Linked DNA regions of Hordeum vulgare: region 1 is linked to region 2. The links are chromatin contacts, called in public HiChIP or PLAC-seq maps. All regions are on one chromosome and are shown on one strand. Each heading gives the region's core, a stretch centred on a gene start, on an enhancer-like site or on the middle of the called end of the contact. The rest is flanking DNA. Distances are from core to core; before and after follow the strand shown.

The links. HiChIP or PLAC-seq counts read pairs in DNA pulled down with a chosen protein or histone mark.
Region 1: a contact with region 2 is called in an H3K4me3 HiChIP or PLAC-seq map of embryo, with 5 times the contacts expected there. The contact joins the promoter of LOC123427334 here to the promoter of LOC123427331 in region 2. A contact is called at or near these places in 1 of 6 Hi-C or Micro-C datasets (seedling) and 1 of 1 datasets of contacts at active chromatin or transcription factors (embryo).

Annotation. Positions count from the first base shown.
Region 1 is chr2H:567,593,670-567,598,039 of MorexV3_pseudomolecules_assembly, reverse strand. LOC123427334 (tRNA-dihydrouridine(20) synthase [NAD(P)+]-like) reads right to left here and starts at 2,154. Exons shown (of 11, transcript XR_006622388.1): 1 at 1,955-2,154; 2 at 1,042-1,147; 3 at 555-693; 4 at 267-375; 5 at 41-177.
Region 2 is chr2H:567,422,984-567,427,095 of MorexV3_pseudomolecules_assembly, reverse strand. It overlaps LOC123427331 (elicitor-responsive protein 3), which reads right to left and starts at 2,158. Exons shown (of 5, transcript XM_045111347.1): 1 at 1,938-2,158; 2 at 1,660-1,725; 3 at 1,010-1,136; 4 at 697-811; 5 at 1-323. The coding sequence starts at 2,004. The coding sequence ends at 264.

The DNA.
Region 1 (4,370 bases), core at 905-3,404, 170 kb before region 2:
GCAAGATAAGACTCAGAAGTACAATTGCATTTGTGCTTACCTTCCATGGACAGCCAGAGCTGGAACACCACACTTCTCAATCCGGCGTGCCAGCTCCACAGTGTCCTGGCGTGTGTTCAAAAGACGGATTTTACATGTCACTGGTGTGTTCAAGTTCCTCCGCAATGTAGTCAAAATCTACATGGAATAGTTAGCATAGCCTGATTAAGGATAGTAAAGTCCAAGGATATGAAAGTAAGAGAACAAAAGACCATGTAGGAATGTACATCATGTATAAGCTCAGGTTTGGATAGTAATGCAGAACCCATTCCTCCACTGACAGAAAAAGCCTTTGGACAACCCATGTTGATATCTATAGCAGCAACATCATTGCACCTGGTGAGGATGAAAAACTATGATTAAATAGAAGATGCAAATCAGCATATGTTTAAAAGGCCAATTCAATGTGTTGATCAAATCATCAGACCAAACAATTTAGTTAGCAGCCTTTCCCCAATAACACGGTGAACTTTAAGTTATTCGCTATTAAGAGCAAACTCAGAAGTAAGGCTTACACAATCTCAGCAGCTTTAAGTGCTCTCACAGCATCTGATGTGCCCATTTGGAAGACAACCCTATCCCTTTCTTGCGGGCATGTTCGGAAAACAACACTATCAGTCCCTCTTTCCAAAAAATCAGTTGTCCCAAGAGATTCTGACCAATGATGAACATAATGATTAGAATGAGTGGATACCACACAAATCTGGACAGCATGTAGAACAAAGAAACAAAATCCAGTGGCATTAAGTTGTCCTTAAATCATACACTTGTACATTAAGTTGTCCTTCAATTAAATTTGTTATCTATCTCCAAACAAAACAAAAACACATCCAAGAATCAGTTACTGACTTAAAATGCAACATTATTGGAGTAAAGCTATCTACAATACTATAAGATGCGAAAACGGTAGTTTATGAGCAGAACATAATCATTGATGTGGTAGTCATAGTTGTGACTTGTGAGATGATAATAAACCGTGAAACATCAGTTGGACTACAATACCATTTGTAACACGTTGACAGTGCACAAACTTATGATCTATTATTTCTTCTCCATACGTAATATCGGCGCCATATTCAGCAGCCAGTAGCCTAAACGGCAGAGTACCCTGCAAAAATCATTGACAGAATAAGGAAGGTTCCACATATAACTATGTAAAGACGTTGAAGAAATGTGTGACAAGGAGGATATTGTCTAGAAATAACTGTGATTTGTGGAGGATAACTAGTGTTTAGAGGGTGCTTGGATCCAAGAGACTAAAACTAGTCTGACTAAAACTAGTCTCTTTAAGAGGCTAAAGTTCCAAGCGCCCCTGACTAAAGAGAGGCTAAAACTAGTCTTGAGGCTAAAATCTTTTAGTCAGGGGTACCCCTACTAAAATGTGCATTAGTCCTCTCTCTCCTCATTTAACTCCTCATGCAAGTTCTGGATTGGACAGTTTGGAGGATAATAAATGCTCATTAACTTGATTTTAGTCTCTTTAGTACTTGGATCCAAGCATGGGTGAGGCTAGCAAGTTTTAGTCTCACTACTTTTAGTCATGGGACTAAAACGTATCCAAGCACCCTCTTAATCAGGAATCCAGCATCGGGCAACTGAGAACCATACAAAGAACTAATCAGTTCATCAATGGAGATATCGTGCTACTTATTCCAGTCCCTAGAGCTGCATCCAAGAAACCCTGATTTCCAACTAGAGATCTCTCGGGGTTCGTTCTGACTAGCACGGCTAGCAACACGGGCAATCGCCCATCGAGCTACTCAATCACCCCGTGCGGCACTAAAGCTTCCCGCTCTAGATTCAGGGAGGCTTGAATCTAGGTCCCCGTGCTCCGGGGACTAAAACTCGGTTCCTACGCCTCCAGCTCATGCGGGACGCTGCTGCGAATCGGGGTGGGAGGGTTTGGAGTAGTTACCGCGCGGACCATGGGCGCGAGCACGAGCTTGTTGCGGTAGTCCATCTCTTCTTGCCTCGTGTCGCCGCGTCTCTGCCGCTGCGGCTGCTCCGCCTCTGACCCTCTCCTTGCTACCCCTCAATTCTGGGGACAAGGTTCCGGAGCGGACAGTGCCACAGGGAAGAAGAAAAGGCGACGCTGGCGGCGACCGCGCTGTCCCGTGCAGGAACAGAGCACTGCGTCCTCTCTAGACCGGAACCTCTCGCACGTTTCCTTGTTGGGCCGGCTGCTCAAAAGCCCAAATCTTCTCGCTCTTACTTAAGTTGTGAACGGGAGCCACCGGCTATCGAGCGCCGAAATCACTAGTTAGCGATTGCACCTTTTAACGATTACTTCCATTTTCACAGGTTACGATAAATAGCGGACTGCATGCGTATCATTTATCGCAACCTGAAAATTTTCCTTTTTTCGTAGATCCGTATTTTTAAAATATTTTATCTCCTAAATCATGCGTCCAAATTTTGAACTGTTTCCACGTTGATTTCCACCGTTGATTTTCTCGCGTCGAGATCTTCAAAACTAGATCCCATTTTAATAGGTTTTGGCGAACTTTTTTTTCACGAAAAAACCAGAAGAAAAAACCGGACGAAAAAATCGTGCCTCACGCGATAGAAAAAAAATCAGAAAACGAGTCGTGGCTCTCACGAAGGCAAAACCATGCCTCCCGCGGAAGCAAAACCGCGTCTCTCGCAAAAAAAGAGAGAGCTGCAAACACGTTTTTTTCCTTTCAGGAGAGCCATGACGTGCCTCTCGCGAAGGAAAAATTGTAACTTTCGTGGAAGCAAAACCGTGTCTCTTGCAAAAAAAATTAGAAAACACATTTTTTCCCTTTCGGAAGAGGCACGGACGTGCCTCTCGCGAAGGCAAAACCGTACCTTTCACGGAAGCAAAACCATGTCTCTCGCAAAAAAAACAGAAAAACGCGTTTTCTTCCCCTTTCCGAGAGGCACGGGCGTGCCTATCGTGAATGTAAATCCGTGCCTTTCGCACAAGCAAAACCGTGCCTCTCGCAAAAAAAAACAAAAAACACGTTTTTTCTCTTTTCGAGAGGCACGGCCGTGTCTCTCGCGAAGGCAAAATCGTGCCTCTCGCAAAGCAAAACCGTGTCTCTCGCAAAAAAACAGAAACTGTGTTTTTTCGTAAAAAAAATAGAAAACGCGTTTTTTGCGAAAAAAATATTGTCCAAAAGTTTCTTTTTTTTGCGAGATGATAAAAAAATCGAAACACCAAAAAAATCCAGAAAAAAATCACTCTAAAGAGCCAAAAACACGTGCGAAAAAAATTACGACGGGAACGTTGAGAGCGCGACACGTGGTGGCGGCTGAGAACGCGCTAAATGGCGACGCATGAGAGTGATCGCTCGAAGGCTCCCGAAGAAGTGCTCGCTAACTAGTTACCATCAGCGAGCGCTATTTCGGTTGCCTCGCAGCTAGGGCTGCAAATAAGTCAAGTTCGAGCGAGTTGTACTTGGCTTAGCTCAACTCATATTGAAATTCAAGCGAGCTCAAACTAAGTGAAGCTAATTGTCGAGCCATAAAACTTCACTCGTGTTCAGCTTGTAACGATCTCGAGTCAATCTCGAATTAGTTTCAAGTTAAATGAGACAGTAAAAAATATAAATCTTCCAGGATGATCCAACTAGATAAGGCAAATCAAGACATAAGAAAGCACTACAAATATTATTCCAATCAAGACTATGATAATGTAGCTTATTCAAAGTAGTTCGACTTATTCTCTAATAACCAAAAGTCTAGCACCAACATAAGAGACAATTCATGACAGATGTATAATTGGAAAAACAAATTATTTGTCGAAGATCATAAGAATTTGTAGTATAGTGTAGGTCGTAGATGGTCTTGGAGTTCGTAGAGGTCGCGAGTTCACGCGTGGGTCGATGGCGAGGCATGCTCATGGTGGGGAACGAGGCGAAGGGCTGGAGGCGGACGTGTGTTAGACTGATGGATGAGGTTGTGTTCTGAATCTGTAGAGCGGTGACTATATCTAGTACAAGATTTTTTACTGCGGCTAACAGTACTCTGAATCACGTGCAGCCTATGCAAGAGTATTTTACACGCGAATAGTGTGACTATAACTCGGATCTTGAAAAAGAGAAGTAAATGTATTCAGATGTCATTCGATGTGAAAATGGAAAAGGGGCTTACTTCGATCGATTGTACAACCATCTCGTCGTTCTCGTGAGAGCTCATCTTGCAAGGTTGCAACAGGTGATGGTTTTCGTGGAAGAAAGACAGAAAAATGAAAGAGCATGTGCTTGAGAATTCTGGTCAAAAGCAACATGTACCATAATAAGGCCTAAACCTCCTCCACACTTAATTAAACTTCCATGTTTGCAAATATTCCCTCCGTTTCAGTTTAT
Region 2 (4,112 bases), core at 909-3,408:
CCATCACTGTTGCAAATCAGTTTAGTGAACATTAAAGAGGGCTAATACTTCATACAAGTGGGGAACACCGTTATTACAATTTTGAATACTAGAAAATGATACCAATCAATAAGGAGAGTCTCCCCTCAAAAAAATAAAATAAGGAGAGTCTTAGCACTGAGGGAATCAACGATAAATACAGTCCTTAAAAAGAATTAAAATAAGCTTTAGTTCTAGCACACGACTTGTCACGCACCATAGCTCAGCAAAACATCCGCTTCTTCTCAAGATGACTGGTTCCACCCACCATAGTTTTCCTCGGGTTGATCCTCATCCCGAGCCTCCTGTGATCAGAGAAAAACATGTGGAAATGTAAGTATTGAGGTCAGAAGAAGGGCCAGCTCGTCCATCTTCATGAAAATGGAAAATATTGAAGGACCAAGATACTCTACACAATTAGTGCTATTGAAACTAGAAGTTGAGAAGATAAAAAATGGTACAGTAGAAGAATTATAGCCAGATCTGTAGTGCTGTTCAGTTTACCAGATCAGGTAACAGCGAATAAGGGCCTAATAGTTTGCATAAAGAGTTACTAATGCATATGTTCAGTGAGTAGCAGAAGAAATAAATGACACGTGTGTCACCAAGCTGACAAATGAGCATCAGAGGCAAATGGAACGGGTTTACACTCTTTGAACATGAATGTGAGAAAACTACCTCCGGAGTGAACGTCAGACCGATTTTGATTTCTCCACGGTACTCTTCGTCCTTGACAACATTGTAAACAGTTGGTGGGATGCTTCCTTCAGTATACACTCCATCCAATGGGATCCTGCAAGAAACAAGTACTCAGTTATGGAGTAGTAGATAACGCAATCTGCTATCATTCAATTTTGCATCCCGCGATAATGCGACAGCAACCGAAATGCAAATTGCAAGTGTTTCAGCAACAGATTCGGCCAAACATTTTGAGCCAATTTTATGCAAGACCGCCAGCCCCACCAAAATCATTAGCTCATTTTTGACTTACGTTGCTTCACCAACGCTGTCATCTTCCGTGCCACCATCACTGTCGAGGAGCTTGATGACGAGCTCGCGTGCGTTCTCAGAGACGGTGAACACAAAGGTTTCGTTCCATTCAGGGTCACTTCCCTTTCCTGCATTCACCGAGTGAATTCAAGTCACATCTCATAAGGAAGTCGATAGCACACACGCACGGTAGCATCGAGATGCATGACGTTACTCTCTAACATGTCTTGACGAATCCCATTTTTCCTTATGGAAGGATCCACCTAGGGGTTGATGCTATCGAGATGCATGACGTTACTCTCTAACATGTCTTAGCGCACGTTGCTGCCATTCTGAATCGATTTGTTTCTTATTATGATCATGTAGACTTTCCTGCTGTTCAAGCGTCCAGACATTACTGTCGTGGCAAAACACATGACAGACTTAAGCATGATAGCTTCTACCAGCACGCGTAAGCTAGGACTCACTCAGCACCAGACACCAGTGCTCATCTTTTTTTACTACTTGGCAAACGAGCAGAAGGGCCAGATTTCACTATCATTGAGGTGTCACTTTGAACAGTATACTAATCAACGAAAGCGTTGGCCGATGAATTGAAGAGCTAAGATTTTCTATCAACAAAATATGTGCAGGCTAAACGAAGAGACTTGCCTGAGGCGACGGTGCTCTTCTGCTCCTGCGAGGTGCATCTCAGAACCGCGTACGGGTCCATGTTGCCTGCAGCAAAGAATTCGCAGCCACGGAATTCGTCAGCGAGAATCGATGCCGTCAATTGGACACCAGCGAAGGCGGAAAGCCCCAAAACGACGCGAGGATATTGCGCCGATTTGGCTGATCAGGAGGCCGTCGCCGAGCTACTTGGTCGAGCGGGGAACGGGGAAAGCAGAGCTGAACTCAATCAGATGAGAGCTCGATGGGGGGTGGCTTACAGAGGTAGTCGGTGTTCTCGAGGCCCTTGGCTCCGACGAGCAGCACCTCCAGCGTCCCCTGCGCCATCTTCTCTCCTGGTCTGATCTCGCCTTCGCCCACGCAACTCCGCAGGTGAGGAACTACGTTGAGTAGGCAGCACGACTGGACGGCGTGACGAATTGCTTAGATCCGATCCGAGCCCCCGGGTACCGCTGTATGTATATAGGACTAGGAGTTGAAAAATGGAAAGCTCGGCCGCGTCTTCCTCGCGTCTCCCCCACGTCGCCCTCACATGGAGGCGGTGTGTGGTAGGGCACAGGCAGGCCAACTTGCCTAAGGACGCGTTTTTTCACTGTTTTGACCTACAAGACAAAAAAAATTCACACAATGAACTCGATTTTAAAGTTTTTCACGATCTGACCCTTTTGAAAACGTCAGAAATCGTGGCGTTGCAGGCCTTATGCGAAACGCCAGTCTACTGAATGTTGCAATCCTCATGTGCAACGCGAGTCTACTAGACGTTGCAGGCCTTAACAGAAACGCCAAAGAGGCTCGCGTTGCAGGGGGGCTATGTAACTGCCCAGCGCTCGCCCCTTCGTCCACCCCCTGTTCTTTCCTTCTCCTCTCCATGAAAAAGCTATCCCTCCTCCTCCAGACCCCCCCCTTCGATCTCCCTCCTCCCCCAACCGTTTTGTTGATTCTTTGGGGCAAATCGAAGAGGCCGGTAAGCTCCTCCAGTCCCTCCAATTAGTTTTTGCAATGACTGTGTATGTGTGTAGCTTTTTCTTGCACTAGGTGTACGTATGCTTTGAAGTAAATTTATTTTGTGATTGTTAATAGGTGTAGTTTATGGTGTGTCTAGGTGTAGTTTTTGGTGGCTATAGGTATAACCTAGGTTTTGTTCATATTATTCGCATTAGGTTTATGCCTAGGTTTAGTTCATATTATTCGAAGAGGCCGATAAGAATTTTGTTCATATTATGTAGGATGTTTCGGCCGGATAAATATCCGGGTCTTGATGAGTACTACGAGCAGAAGCATCGCGCGGTGCTAGTTGAAAGAGGAGAGGTAATTATGATTGTGTTGATGATTATTTTTATATACTCCATGATTTTTATATTTTGACAAGTTGAGTCAATTAATAAATTATGCGTTTGTTTGTTTAGGTTCCTCCACTACTTCGTTTGAGGGGGCACAATCCGAATGAAACTCTTTTATATGACCCTCGTTACGAGCCTTATTTTAGAAGAATGGTTCTTCTATAATTTGTGCTCAACTTTAAAGGCACACCACCATGGTTGAATGCCACGGCCCTAACCGCACTTACGGATCGTTGGAGGCCGGAGACGCACTCTTTTCACCTTCCTCTTGGTGAGATGAGCATAACCTTGGAGGATATTGCTATGATCACCGGGCTTCCTATCGAGGGCAGGGCTCTTACAGGAAAGGTTAGGTCAGCTCAGTGGCGACAACGGGTTGCAACATTGGTTGGTGTTGAACTCGAGCCATGGACTGATGAAACTAGGAAGGATCCTAGGCCATTCGGTGTGTTGTTCTCTTGGATACATCCCTCTCCATCAACCGCTGCTCCTCACTGGTTGCATCCTTCTCCGCCCCCACTCCATTTTCTCCTTGTTGGGTTGAGACGCCGTCATACCTACATAAAAACATCAAGGCTCACAGTTAATACAATAGCATAAAAAGTTACGAAAATGGTCCTCGTAGGTAAAAAAATCAAAACATCAAGGCATGAAAAACAACATGATAGATAAACTTACGGAAATGGTCCTCGTAGGTAACCGAACATTCCTCTACCACCACCCGAACCTCTACCCATAAAATCACCACATCTACCATCACCGCCGGATCCTCGTCCCATAGCAAGGCCACCACGTCTACCACCGCCGGATCCTCGTCCCATAGAAAGGCCACCACTTGAACCACCACGTCTACCACTCTCGGATCCTCGTCCCATAGCAATGCCACCACTTGAACCACCACGTCTACCATCACCGGATCCTCGGCCCACAGGAAGGCCACCACTTGAACCACCACGTCTACCACCGCCGGATCCTCGTCCCATAGCAATGCCACCACTTGAACCACCACGTCTACCACCGCCAGCACTTGAACCACCTGTGCCCCCCCACATCACTAGTAGATGCGTTGTTTCTTTTGCAAGTCCTCTTATTATG